3 separate regions of the Mus musculus genome follow, and regions 2 and 3 are each linked to region 1. A link is a contact called in public HiChIP or PLAC-seq and Micro-C data. All regions are on one chromosome and are shown on one strand. Each heading gives the region's core, a stretch centred on a gene start, on an enhancer-like site or on the middle of the called end of the contact. The rest is flanking DNA. Distances are from core to core; before and after follow the strand shown.

Region 1 (3,691 bases), core at 386-2,885:
CAGTACTCCAGCAATCTTATCTTTAAATCTGCATCTTTTATGAAGATGGGAATGTTATGTCTTTGAAGTTGTAGATCAGCAGTTCTTACCTGCATGGTCCAGATTCCATCCCCCCAGAGATATGTGGCACCATCTGTAAACAGTTTTGGTTGTCCTGACTGTAGGAAAAAGGGCTACTGTCTTCTACTGAGTAAAGGTAAAGGTGCTGCTAAAAACCCCTACAACTACCTCATCCAAAATGATAAAAGACCAAGGTAGTGTGCCTGTGGGTGTATGCGTATATGCACACTTGTTCCACTTCAATGTTCAATCTATTCTGCAGCCACTTTATATAAAGTAATTATGTCATAATTAAATTTATGTTGATATCTGCAGAACCAACCTACATATAGAAGAATATATGAATAAAGCCAAGTATTTTATGCGTAGTTATTTTAAATCAAACTCTGCAATGAATGACTCTCAGTACTAAATTTCAGCTCAGGGAATATGACTCTTAGATTTTGAAGCTGTGTATCTAGATAAATGGAAATTCTGAGAAATACTTTTCAGGTTTCCTTAATACTGAAAATCGAGACACTAGATTTTTTTGTCATCTGATTATGCCACACAATTTAGGAGTAGCTATTACAATAGCATAAAATAAAAGTTAGGTGCATAAAGACATCCTAGCACATCTTTCTACAACAACAACATTGTGTCCTACTTGTTACAATGCCGATACAATCAGAATCAAACATGAATACTTGAGATACAAAGTAACTAAGACACATTGGTTTAGGATCAAGTTTACTCGATAGTAACAACGTAACAATGTCCTCAGAAGATACTAAGAAAAAGAAAAGCTCAGAAGAGCAGTGCGCACAAGGGAGATTTAGCGAATTCCCTTCTCAAGATTTCCCAGAACCGTGCCCGCCCAGGTTTGTCAAGGAGATCTGTTTTGATTTGGCACGATTAAGTCAGAGGAGAGAACCCCATTTCAAGTCATCCAGGCAAACACAACCGCTTCCCCTGGCGTGGCGTATCCCCTGACAGTGGGCAAACTTACCTGGCAAGAAACCTCCCTGAAAGTGGCTGTGAGAAGTTAGAAGTCTGGGCGTGAGCTGTGGGAGAATCCGTCAATGCAGCAACCTGAGCATTTGTTAGAGAGAGTCCTACACACAGTCGTCTAATAATGATGGAGTCTAATAATGATAGATGCTCTCAGGCCAGCGCGGCCGAAGCGGGTGTGGGACACCCACCGAACAGGAAAACCTATGCCCCCCAGGCTCGAGAGGGCCTAAGTGGGGACCAGCAGGAAAGGACAGAGAGCAAGAGTCGAGACAGGGCCGCTAGGCCGGGTCCGAGGGGATGGCACCCACCTGCGCGACCTCTTCGCCATCCTTCAAGTACCGCATAGGCGCGGGCTGGGCGGGGACGCGGGGTCAGCCTCCTCCAGCCTGGGGCCAATGCTCCCTCTCCGAGACCCACCCGCCGCTTCCCCAACTCCTTCCCTCAGGTGACCGAGAGCGGAAAGCAGGCCCGGTCAGGTCAGGGCCAGGCGGGACTGAGGGACAGAGGGGCGGACCAAGACCCACTGCTCCTAGCCGCGGCCGGGCCCGGCCAGGGATGCCCTGGACATGTCAGGAGGCGTGCTCCCGCCCGCCGCCGCCCCGCCCGCCGCCGCCGCCTCCGCCTCAGAGCTGCCGGCCCTGCGCCGCTCCGTCACGGGCGCCGACCCCCGCCCTCTCCCCGCAGCGAGCAGCACTGCAGCACTCGCAGCCTCCTGCAGGGTTTTGTCCGCACCGCCGAATCTCGCGCCCAGCCTCCCTCAAGAGCCGCCGTTTGAATCTGCGCACGCGGCCCCGAACCTCATTGGCTGGGGCGGCCGCGCGCAGGGGGGCGGGGGCGGGGCGGCGAGGGCGCGCGCGGCAGAGGGCGGGGCCGGCGGGGCTAGAAGCCAGGATTGGAACTCGCGGGAGTCCCGGAGCGCCGTGGAGCCGGGGGAGGGGCGGGGCGGGATGGGGGAGGCGCGAGGCCGGTTCACGGGCCGAGGTGACAGGACACGGAACGCGGGGTGAGCCACCCAGTGGGGCGCGGAGATTGCTGGGAAGGCGAGTTTCTGCGCCCCGGGTGTGTGCCGGAAGAGGCGCCGGGGCCGATCCAGCCGCCGCCACCTCCGGAGGGGTGCGGAGCGTGCCTCTGGGGCGGGGACAGTCGGGGTCCTGGGCAGGGGAGGACCTCGCGGGCGCTAGTTCGCGCTGTGAGTCTCGCCACTTAAGGGCGCGGTCATCTACTTAACCTTCTAGCCAGGAAACTTGCGCGGCCGTTATTTTCTTAAGCATGTGTGAGTTAGTTCTGCGCCGAAAGGACAAGGAAACTGGCCAAGACCCTGTTGTTGTGTCTTTTGTTTTCCCCAGAGATGAATAAAAGTGTGATAAGTGGGGAGTTGTTATCTCGAGGCTTGCGTGGAACGGGAAAAGGTTGATAGTGCTCCAGAAGCTCAACCTCGTACTCCGTCTACAAAGGGGGCGGGATGCTCTTCGCGGGGAACCCAGAGTCCCGGAGGTGCGCCTGAAAGCTGGAGTAACTGAAATCTTGCATAGGGGAAGGGGCCTCTTACAGTTGCAACTTCTCAACAGTTACACGGTTAAAGAAGCATACAAGGAGATTATTAACTACAGTAGCGATTAGACACGGCGAAGAGCCCAAATTTGCAAGACACCATGCTCTACTGCATAGAGTGATGAACCACAGATCAATGTTGTTACAAACTGACATTTTTTGCTATTTTGAAACTGTACGCATCGTCTTTTGCAAATCAGAGATACAGGTGCAAATACAAATCAAGATGAGCTTGCAATTCAAAACAACCAGGTAGATACACACTCGCTTTTAAAAAAAAAATAACTTCCTTTTTCTCAAGATATATTTTGGGAAGGAAAAGCACTTTTAAATTATTTTCTGAGTTCCATAGTAGCTTCTAAAGAGAGAGACTAATTTAGAAATTAATATTTTTGAGACAAGGTGTTGTTATGTACCCCAGGCTGATCTTGAACTCAGTATAGAGCCCAGACTTTCTTCATGATCTACCTTAGCTTCACCAGGGCTACATGATGGAATGCTCCTCCTAGTCTTCAAATGTCATTTGGAAGCATATTTACTCTTGGGTATGCATTGTTCCATTTTTATTCTAACAGGAAGCAAAACTGATATTCTTAGGTTATGATCAGCTTTATACAAACAACCGTTTTAGAACTTGAAGGTAAGTGCATCAGATTTTTAAGTAAAATTTATTCTCATTGTTTTATATAGGGAAACGTCCTCCCAAAGATAGTATTACAGAATACTTTGAGACAAGGTGGTGTTATGTACTCAAGGCTGACCAGATCTCCAGAGCGCCTACAGCAGATGATGGCAGATAAAGAAGAACACTTGAAGTTCTCTGGCCAGCTGGACTGCTTTATGTAGTGCTGAACAAGACTCTGATGTTGGGGGAGAGTTTTGTATGCTGTGTATTCAGATGCTGCTACTGTGCCCTGAGATCTGAGAGTTAGCATTGTCATTATTATTGAAGCATTTCCTGTGTATTGTTCCCCGCCACTTCTGATTGGTTGATGAAGAGCTGATCGGGCTATAATTGGGAGGAGAGTGAAGGTAGGACTTCCAATCCCATTGAGGGAGTCCCAGGTGGAGGTATCCAGACAAGAGA
Region 2 (3,691 bases), core at 882-3,381, 230 kb before region 1:
AAACAGAGAATTCACAACAGAGGAATCTCAAATGACTGAGAAGCACTTAAAGAAATGTTCAAAGTCCTTAGTCTTCAGAAAATACAAATCAAAATGCAAAATGACCCTGAGATTCCACCTTACAGCAATCAGAATGGCTAAGGTCAAAAACTCAGGGGACAGCACATGTTGGTGAGAATATGGAGAAAGAAGAATACTCCTCCATTGCTGGTGGGATTACAAACTGGAACAACCACTCTAGAAATCAATCTGGAGATTCCTTAGAAAATTGGAAATAGATCTACCTGAAGACCCAGCTATACCACTCTTGGGCATATACCCAAATGGTGGCCCACCATGCCACAGGGGCACATGTTCCACTATATTTCTAGCAGCCTTATTTGTGATATCCAGAAGACAGAAACAATCCAGATGTCCCACAACAGAAGAATGGATATAGAAAATGTGGCTCATTTACCCAATAGAATAAGACTCAACTATTAAGAATGAGGACATCCGGATCCACCCCATAAACAACCACCAAGCCCATACACTAGGCAGATGCCAACAAGACCCTGCTGACAGGAGCCTCATATAGCTGTGTCCTGTGAGGCTCTGTCAGTGCCTGGCAAATACAGAAGTGGATGCTCACAGTTATCCATTGGATGGAGCACAAGGTCCCCAATGAAGGAGCCAGAGAAATACCCAGGGAGCTGAAGGGGTCTGAAGCCATAGAAGGAACATCAATATGAACTAACCAGTAACCCCCCCCCCCCAGAGATCCTTGGAACTATACAACCAATCAAAGAAAACACATGGTGGAACTTGTGGCTCTAGCTGTATATGTAGCAGAGGATGGCCTAGTTGGTCATCAATGGGAGGAGAGGTCCTAGGTCCTGTGAAGGCTCTATGCCCAGTATAGGGGAATGCCAGGACCAGGAATGGGAGTGGGTGGGTTGGGGAGTATGGGGAGGGAAGAGGGGATAGGGGATTTTTGGAGGGGAAACTAAACTTTTTGGAGGGAAGGGGATAACATTTGAAATATAAATAAAGAAAATATCTAATTTAAAAAAAAAAAAGAATGAGGACATCTGAGTTTTGCAGGCAAATGGATGGAACTAGAAAATATCATCCTGAGTTAAGTAACTCAGACCCAAAAGGACATGCATGGTATGTACTCACTAATAAGTGGATGTTAGCCCCCCAAAAAGTACAGAATACCCAGTTTACAATCCACAGAACCCAAAAAGATTAACAAGCCTAAGGGCCCAAGTAAGGTTGCCTCAGTCCCACTTGAGAGGGAGAAGAAAGCAATCACAGAGTGCAGAGGGAGGGAGGAACTTGGGTGGGAGAAGGGAGACGAAGGGGAAAAGGGGAACATGATCCAGTATTAGGGGCGGTGGGAAACAGGAGTGAAGCCCTGAGGGCCAGCAGAAAGAATGGAAACAGGAAACCTCAGGAGGTCGGAGGTGGGGGGGACCCTCTAGGAGGTACCAGAGACGTGGGAGGTAAGAAACACTCAGGACTCAAAGGGAGAGACCTTAGATGAGTCAAACTTTAAAATGAGAACTGTAGTTCTTCCTTGGGATTATAGACTCAGTTCTCACTGAGTGATCTCACTAAATCTTCAAGATGTAGAACATGACATCACTGTTATGACTCCACAATCCACACTTCCCTCTGAAACTTTGCAAGCCAAGACTCCACCTTCTGCACTCATATCTTCCAAGATCATACAGAACACCTCACCAAACACTGAACACTCAGTGGCTTTTCTTGCACAAAGCTCCAAAGTCTTCCCACAATCCTCCCCAAAACAACATGGTTATGTCTGTCACAGAAATACCCCATGGCTGGTTGTGGGTCAAAGTGGGGTACCGTGTCCACTCAGAGCTTGGGCTGCTGGGCAAAGCGGGACATGGGAAGTCTGACTGCGTAGACCCCACTGCCACCACCAGGCAGGCGTCAGGTTGTGGAAAGCTTCAGGACTCCACTCCAGGGGTGGGGAAGGCACAGTCCGAGGTCCCCAAGGACCTGCTGGAGCCACTGGGTGCCTCAGAAGAACCCGTTCTGGGGTCCCTGGGCCGCATGGAGGCCAGGTATGTCAGGTTTTCAGTCTTGGACACCTCAGGTGCCACTAGATGTCGCAGAAGAGCTGAGAACAGAGTGGGGACCCTCGGGCAGACTCTGGCCCAGGGGCCGAAGGAAAAGGGGCAGAGAGGGAGAGCTCTGGCTGGTTACTGCAGGGACAAGGAGAGTCTTTCAGTGGGAAGGTTCCTTGCGTTGGTTGGCAGCCATGGCTGGTGCTCAGGGAGGCCTCCCAGCGGGAGGTTAGACAAGGCTCATTATAGGGAGACCAGCTCCATTGCTCCAGCACGATGGGTCCTGATGAGAAGAGGCAATCCATGGTTTTAAGGTGTTTATTGTAGTAAGTCAGAAAGAGGGAGAGATTGGGAAGTAGAGGCTGGCCTAGCCATGTGGAGTGGTGGGGAAGGGAAGGCAACGAGAGGGGGAACAAGGGAGCAAGAGTAAGAGCAAAGAAAGAATAAGAGGTTAAGAGATCAAGGAGGGGACAAGCAGCTACTTTTATTGTGGACTAGGCCTACCTATCTGTTGCCAGGTAACCGTGGGTGGAGTCCAGACAGAATAGCAGGAGCTTCGGGCATTGCTTATGTGACTGATGGCCACACACCTCTCTGCAGGGGGGTTGTAGGAGACTGTAGCTACAGGAGCCAGGGGCCCAGGAGGCGTGGCCAAACACCTGCCATCCCAAGCAGAAAGAAGTCACCAACCACCAAGTCACCGGGTTCAAGGCCTGTGCTTGACTGGGAACCAGGCTGTCTATGCACTGCCTCACTGCACCGCAGCTGGTATCAATTTGTCTTAGTCAGAGTTACTATTGTTATGATGAAACACCATGAGCAAAGAGCAAATTGGGGAGGAAATGGCTTATTTAGCTTACATTTCCACTGTTCATCATCAAAAGAAGTCAGAACAGGAACTCAAATAGAACCTGAAGGCAGGAGCTGACACAGAGGCCATGGTGGGGTGTTACTTACCACCTTATTCCCATGGCTGCCTCTGCTTGCTTTCTTATAGACCCCAGGAATTGGCACCATTCACAATGGGCTGGACCCTCCTCTATCAATTGACTAAGGAAATACTCTTTATGAAGGCATTCTTCTTTTCACACACACACACCCTTTACTGAAATAGATTCTTTTCTCATACACTCCACCCTGATTATAGTTTCCCCTCCCTCTACTCCTCCCAGTTACTCCCTGTACTGGCTGGTTTTGGGTCAACTTGACACAAGCTGCAGTTATCACAAAGAAAGGAGCTTCAGTTGGGGAAATGCCTCCAGGAGATCCAGCTGTAAGGCATTTTCTCAATTAGTGATCAGGGGGAAAGGCCCCTTGTGGGTGGGACCATCCCTGAGCTGGTAGCCTTGGGTTCTACAAGAGATCCGGCTGAGCAAGCCAGGGGAAGCAAGCCAGTAAGAAACATCCCTCCATGGCCTCTGCATCAGCTCCTGCTTCTGACCTGCTTGATTTCCAGTCCTGACTTCCTTTGGTGATGAACAGCAGTGTGGAAGTGTAAGCTAAATAAACCCTTTCCTCCCCAATTTGCTTCTTGGTCATAATGTTTATGCAGGAATAGAAACCCTGACTAAGACAGTCCCTACCTTCCCTTCCCTCCAGATCCACTCCCT
Region 3 (3,691 bases), core at 379-2,878, 210 kb after region 1:
GTCAGTGTGTGAGCTGTGCATGTGTCACATTGTGATATGACATGTGACACATTGTGCATGTGTCAGCTGTCATTGACTGCTGGAGTCATGACTTTAATTGCTTTGCTTTTCACTTAGATTTAAACATCAACAACAAAAACTGTCCTTCAAATTTGGAATCAAAGTGTCAAAAGGCCGTGTTGTCATGTTTACTAAGTCAGCAAACAACCAGAGTCAACACAAAAATGCAAAAGGGAAAACGTGCTGGTACATGTGGCTACAGCTGTGGGGCAATATGTTACATAGTATTTCTTAACTGAAACCTTTACCCCTGAAGAGGAAGAAGGCCTACTTTGCCAAGTAGTACACTTGAGCTAGTCCAAATTTTAGTGCTTTTGTTGTTTGGTAAAGCTTCTATGATCTTTAATTCTTATACTATAGAATTCATCCATTTTAAAATGCCTGATATAGTGAAATGTACCTATAAGTACCTAAATATACTTGAAAGCTGAGGCAAAATTGTGAATTGAAGACTTGCCTATGCTATGAACTGAGTTCACAGCCAGCCTGGACTACAAGGTATATGTAAGGCTATCCTGGGTTATAGTAGAAAGACCCTGTCTCAAAATCAACAAATGACAGACTTTCTTCAGAATTTATTCAACTTTAGGATATCTCCATTACCTCACAAACAACCGATAGGGCCTGGAGGTTCAGTGTCAGTTCCCAGCACCAAGAAAAGAATCCATGGAATGGAATACTACAAATGAAGACCATTCTAACATCCTACAACATGGATGAGCCTTAAGGACATTTTATGAAGTAGAATAAAAGGCACAAGACAATAAATGCTGTATTTGTTCCATTTATGAGTTCTGGAGTAGCTAATTTTAAAGACAGAATGGTTATTGCCAGGAACTTAGGGAATCACTAAATGGTACAAAGTTAGGGGAAGATAATTATGTACTGGAAACAGTGTTACAGTTCTATGACATTCAGCTTCCACTCAAGAATGGCTAAAATGGTACATTTTGTTATGTGTATTTTACTACATTTTAGGGGGGAAGTCCCCTACTCATTATCAATCACTTTTCACTGCTTTACCAAGCCCTAGGTAATCATAAATTTGTATTCATGTTTGCCTATCCTATTTCATACATGAATGGCAACATACAACATATGACTTTGTGCCTTTCCTCTTGCACAGTGCACTCAAAAGCCATAGTATTGTGCTATCCCTTAATTCTCTTTTTAATTCAAGGGAATATAGTGTTGTTTTGTGTTGCTATACCACAGCTGTTTGACGCTAGTTGGAAGTCAAGACATTCACTTCGGGGCAATTTTGAGTAATAGTATGAATTTACATATACAAGATTTTCTGTGGATGCATATTTTCAATTCTCTTGGAATTAGCCGTTTGAGAGGCTACCACAGTTTCCGAAGTTTACGACGCTATTTCGCATTTCCACCAGCAGAAATTGAAATTTTTTTCATACAGATATTGTCTTGGATTAGATAACAGCAAAAGCAAAAGAATCTCCATCTCTTTGCCTTGCGGGAGCAAACAGCACTATATAGGTGAGACTGGTTGCCCTGGTGACAGAAGGGCTGCGGTCCCGGCAGACCCCGCGCGCGCCCGACAGTTGGGAGAGTGCGCGTGCGCAGGAGGCCCTCTGTAGCCCACGCGGGTCCTGCAGTGCAGGTGAGTCTTATTCCAGAGGTGGCAACATAGCCAGGTCGAAGGCACTGGAGTCTCCTGAGGAGCTGCAGGGCCGGCGAGCCAAGCGGGTTCTCTCTAGTGGCTGAGTCCTGAGGTGTTTGGGCCTTGGTCTCCGCATCTCCTCAGGGTTCCCTCAGCGCTGACAGAAGGGAAAACTTGGATTATTCCGGTGGCCTGTTCTGTGTCCTTTTCTCCTCATAATCCCCTACTTGCAAATGCGTTCATCCCCAAGACTGTCTGTCTGTCAGTCCGTATGTCCGTCCTGGAACTTGCTCTGTAGACCAGGCTGACCTCAAACCCAGAGATGCTCCTGCCTCTCTGCCTGCTGAGTGGCGCGTGCCACTTCTGCCCAGCATGACAATTTTGGGCAGACAGTTGGGCTCTATGCCCATCTTTTGAAGGCCCTGAACTCCAGACTCAACTTCTTGTGTCCTTTCCTGCCTAGCTGACTTTCAAGAGTCTGCGGCACACGCACCTGATAAATGAAAATTCACTTGTTTGGCGGTGCTGTGATGAAGCCCAGCCTTGGACATAACAAACCTTGATTTCTAGACAGGGCTTTGTTATGCAACTCAGACTACCCTAGAGCTCATTATGTAGCCCACGGCTACAAAGACTACCGTTTTGTTTTGTTTTGTTTTGCTTTTCGAGACTTGGTTTCTTTGCAGAGCCCTTCCCATCATGGAGCTCACAGCGATATCCCTGCCTCTGCCTCCTGAGTGCTGGGATCAAGGCTGTGTGCTACCACCTATCTGCTAGAGACTAACTTTGAACTCAGTCTGCCCAACCTACTGAATGTCTGCAACCATGACCTGGCCTCGACTGAATTTTTTCCTCTCTGTGTGGTACAGGTTGGTCATGAAGCCCAGAATTAGAGTCTTTAAAATTCTAGAATTATCTCCTCCATTCCGTTTTGTTTCAAATACCCTGGGCTGGTCCATCCATCTCTTAGAAATACAACACTAGTTGAAAACTGATAATTGGCTGTTTAGTTTCAAAGCATTCTTCACACAGGCAACATGAAGGAGCTAATTTCCAAAATATATTTTTTTTAAAAAAAAAGGACGATTCTGTTTTCAAAAACTTTGTAAACTTCTCTTTCCTTATATAATTATTTTGCACTTCAAAAACTTATTCTAAATTTACACAACCATTTCACTCAATGTCATCCAACTTCAGAAACCTGTTTTTGTTCTTGGTGGTGGTGGTGGTTTGGTTTTGAGACACAGATTCAATGGCTATCCTCCATCTGCAGACCAGGCTAGCCTAGACTTCAGGGACCTGGGTGCCTCTGCTTCCTGATCATTGGCATTAAATGTGTCCATGAGCATACCTAGCAAAAAGCTGATATTATAACAATGTCAACCTTCAAAATTATTAATTTTGACCCCGATATAATAACAAAAGGGTAGCCACTTACTTTTCTGTGCAAAGTATCCTGAACTATAGGTACTGGGTGGATAAAATCAGTGATATATGACTCCTAATGGGGGTGTTAGCCGGTATCTTTGGAAAACTCTCCCATTATAGAAATATTCACCTACTAAAACCAAAATGTATGTATGTATGTATGTATGTATGTATGTATTTATTTATTTATTTAGGTGGTGCTGGGATTGAGCCCAGCCTTGTGCATGCTGGTCAAGCAAGCTAGAATAGCATTATTGTACTTAGAGCCACACAAAAATAAACTCACTTTATCCCTTTGAAGTGGAATGCATGGCTTCCTTGTTACCTTCTGTCATCAACCAAGAGTCCAAAGCAGTAGAAAAATACATGATAATGAGCCCAAATTTATGAAGCTTTTCACTTATCATGTTCTGTGGCCACTAACCTGTTCATATTCCTATTACAAGTTATCATACAGTTGTTCGCATAGCTGATTTACACGCTTTGCTCTTTAAAGTATAGACACTGTGTTTTGCTCATCTTTGCATTACTGGTGCCTAAGGAAAGTGAGCTAGCCAATAAATTATAGATAATAATATTTGA

What was found. Hi-C and Micro-C count contacts between places; a contact is called where the count stands out from the background. HiChIP or PLAC-seq counts read pairs in DNA pulled down with a chosen protein or histone mark.
Region 2: a contact with region 1 is called in a Micro-C map of embryonic stem cells, with 6 times the contacts expected there. The contact joins the enhancer-like site here to the promoter of Mybl1 in region 1. A contact is called at or near these places in 12 of 484 Hi-C or Micro-C datasets (the HL-1 cell line, embryonic stem cells and reprogramming fibroblasts) and 3 of 115 datasets of contacts at active chromatin or transcription factors (embryonic stem cells and large pre-B cells).
Region 3: an H3K4me3 HiChIP or PLAC-seq map of embryonic stem cells shows a contact between it and region 1, with 6 times the contacts expected there. The contact joins the promoter of Mcmdc2 here to the promoter of Mybl1 in region 1. A contact is called at or near these places in 3 of 39 promoter capture datasets (the C10 cell line, hematopoietic stem and progenitor cells and neutrophils), 1 of 484 Hi-C or Micro-C datasets (embryonic stem cells), 1 of 115 datasets of contacts at active chromatin or transcription factors (embryonic stem cells) and 2 of 9 other capture datasets (adipose tissue and liver).

What each region holds. Positions count from the first base shown.
Region 1 is chr1:9,698,574-9,702,264 of GRCm38.p6, forward strand. Mybl1 (myeloblastosis oncogene-like 1) reads right to left here and starts at 1,636. Exons shown (of 15, transcript NM_001290397.1): 1 at 1,362-1,636. The coding sequence starts at 1,381.
Region 2 is chr1:9,467,525-9,471,215 of GRCm38.p6, forward strand. No RefSeq gene overlaps it. Among named protein-coding and RNA genes, the nearest start is that of Gm24765, 11 kb to the left of the region's middle. Within about 2 kb of position 2,132, at least 11 of the 459 cell types and tissues checked have an H3K27ac peak or open chromatin away from gene starts, as enhancers often do. A contact at or near this core is called in embryonic stem cells and reprogramming fibroblasts, where this site is marked.
Region 3 is chr1:9,907,010-9,910,700 of GRCm38.p6, forward strand. Mcmdc2 (minichromosome maintenance domain containing 2) reads left to right here and starts at 1,629. Exons shown (of 15, transcript NM_177722.3): 1 at 1,629-1,681.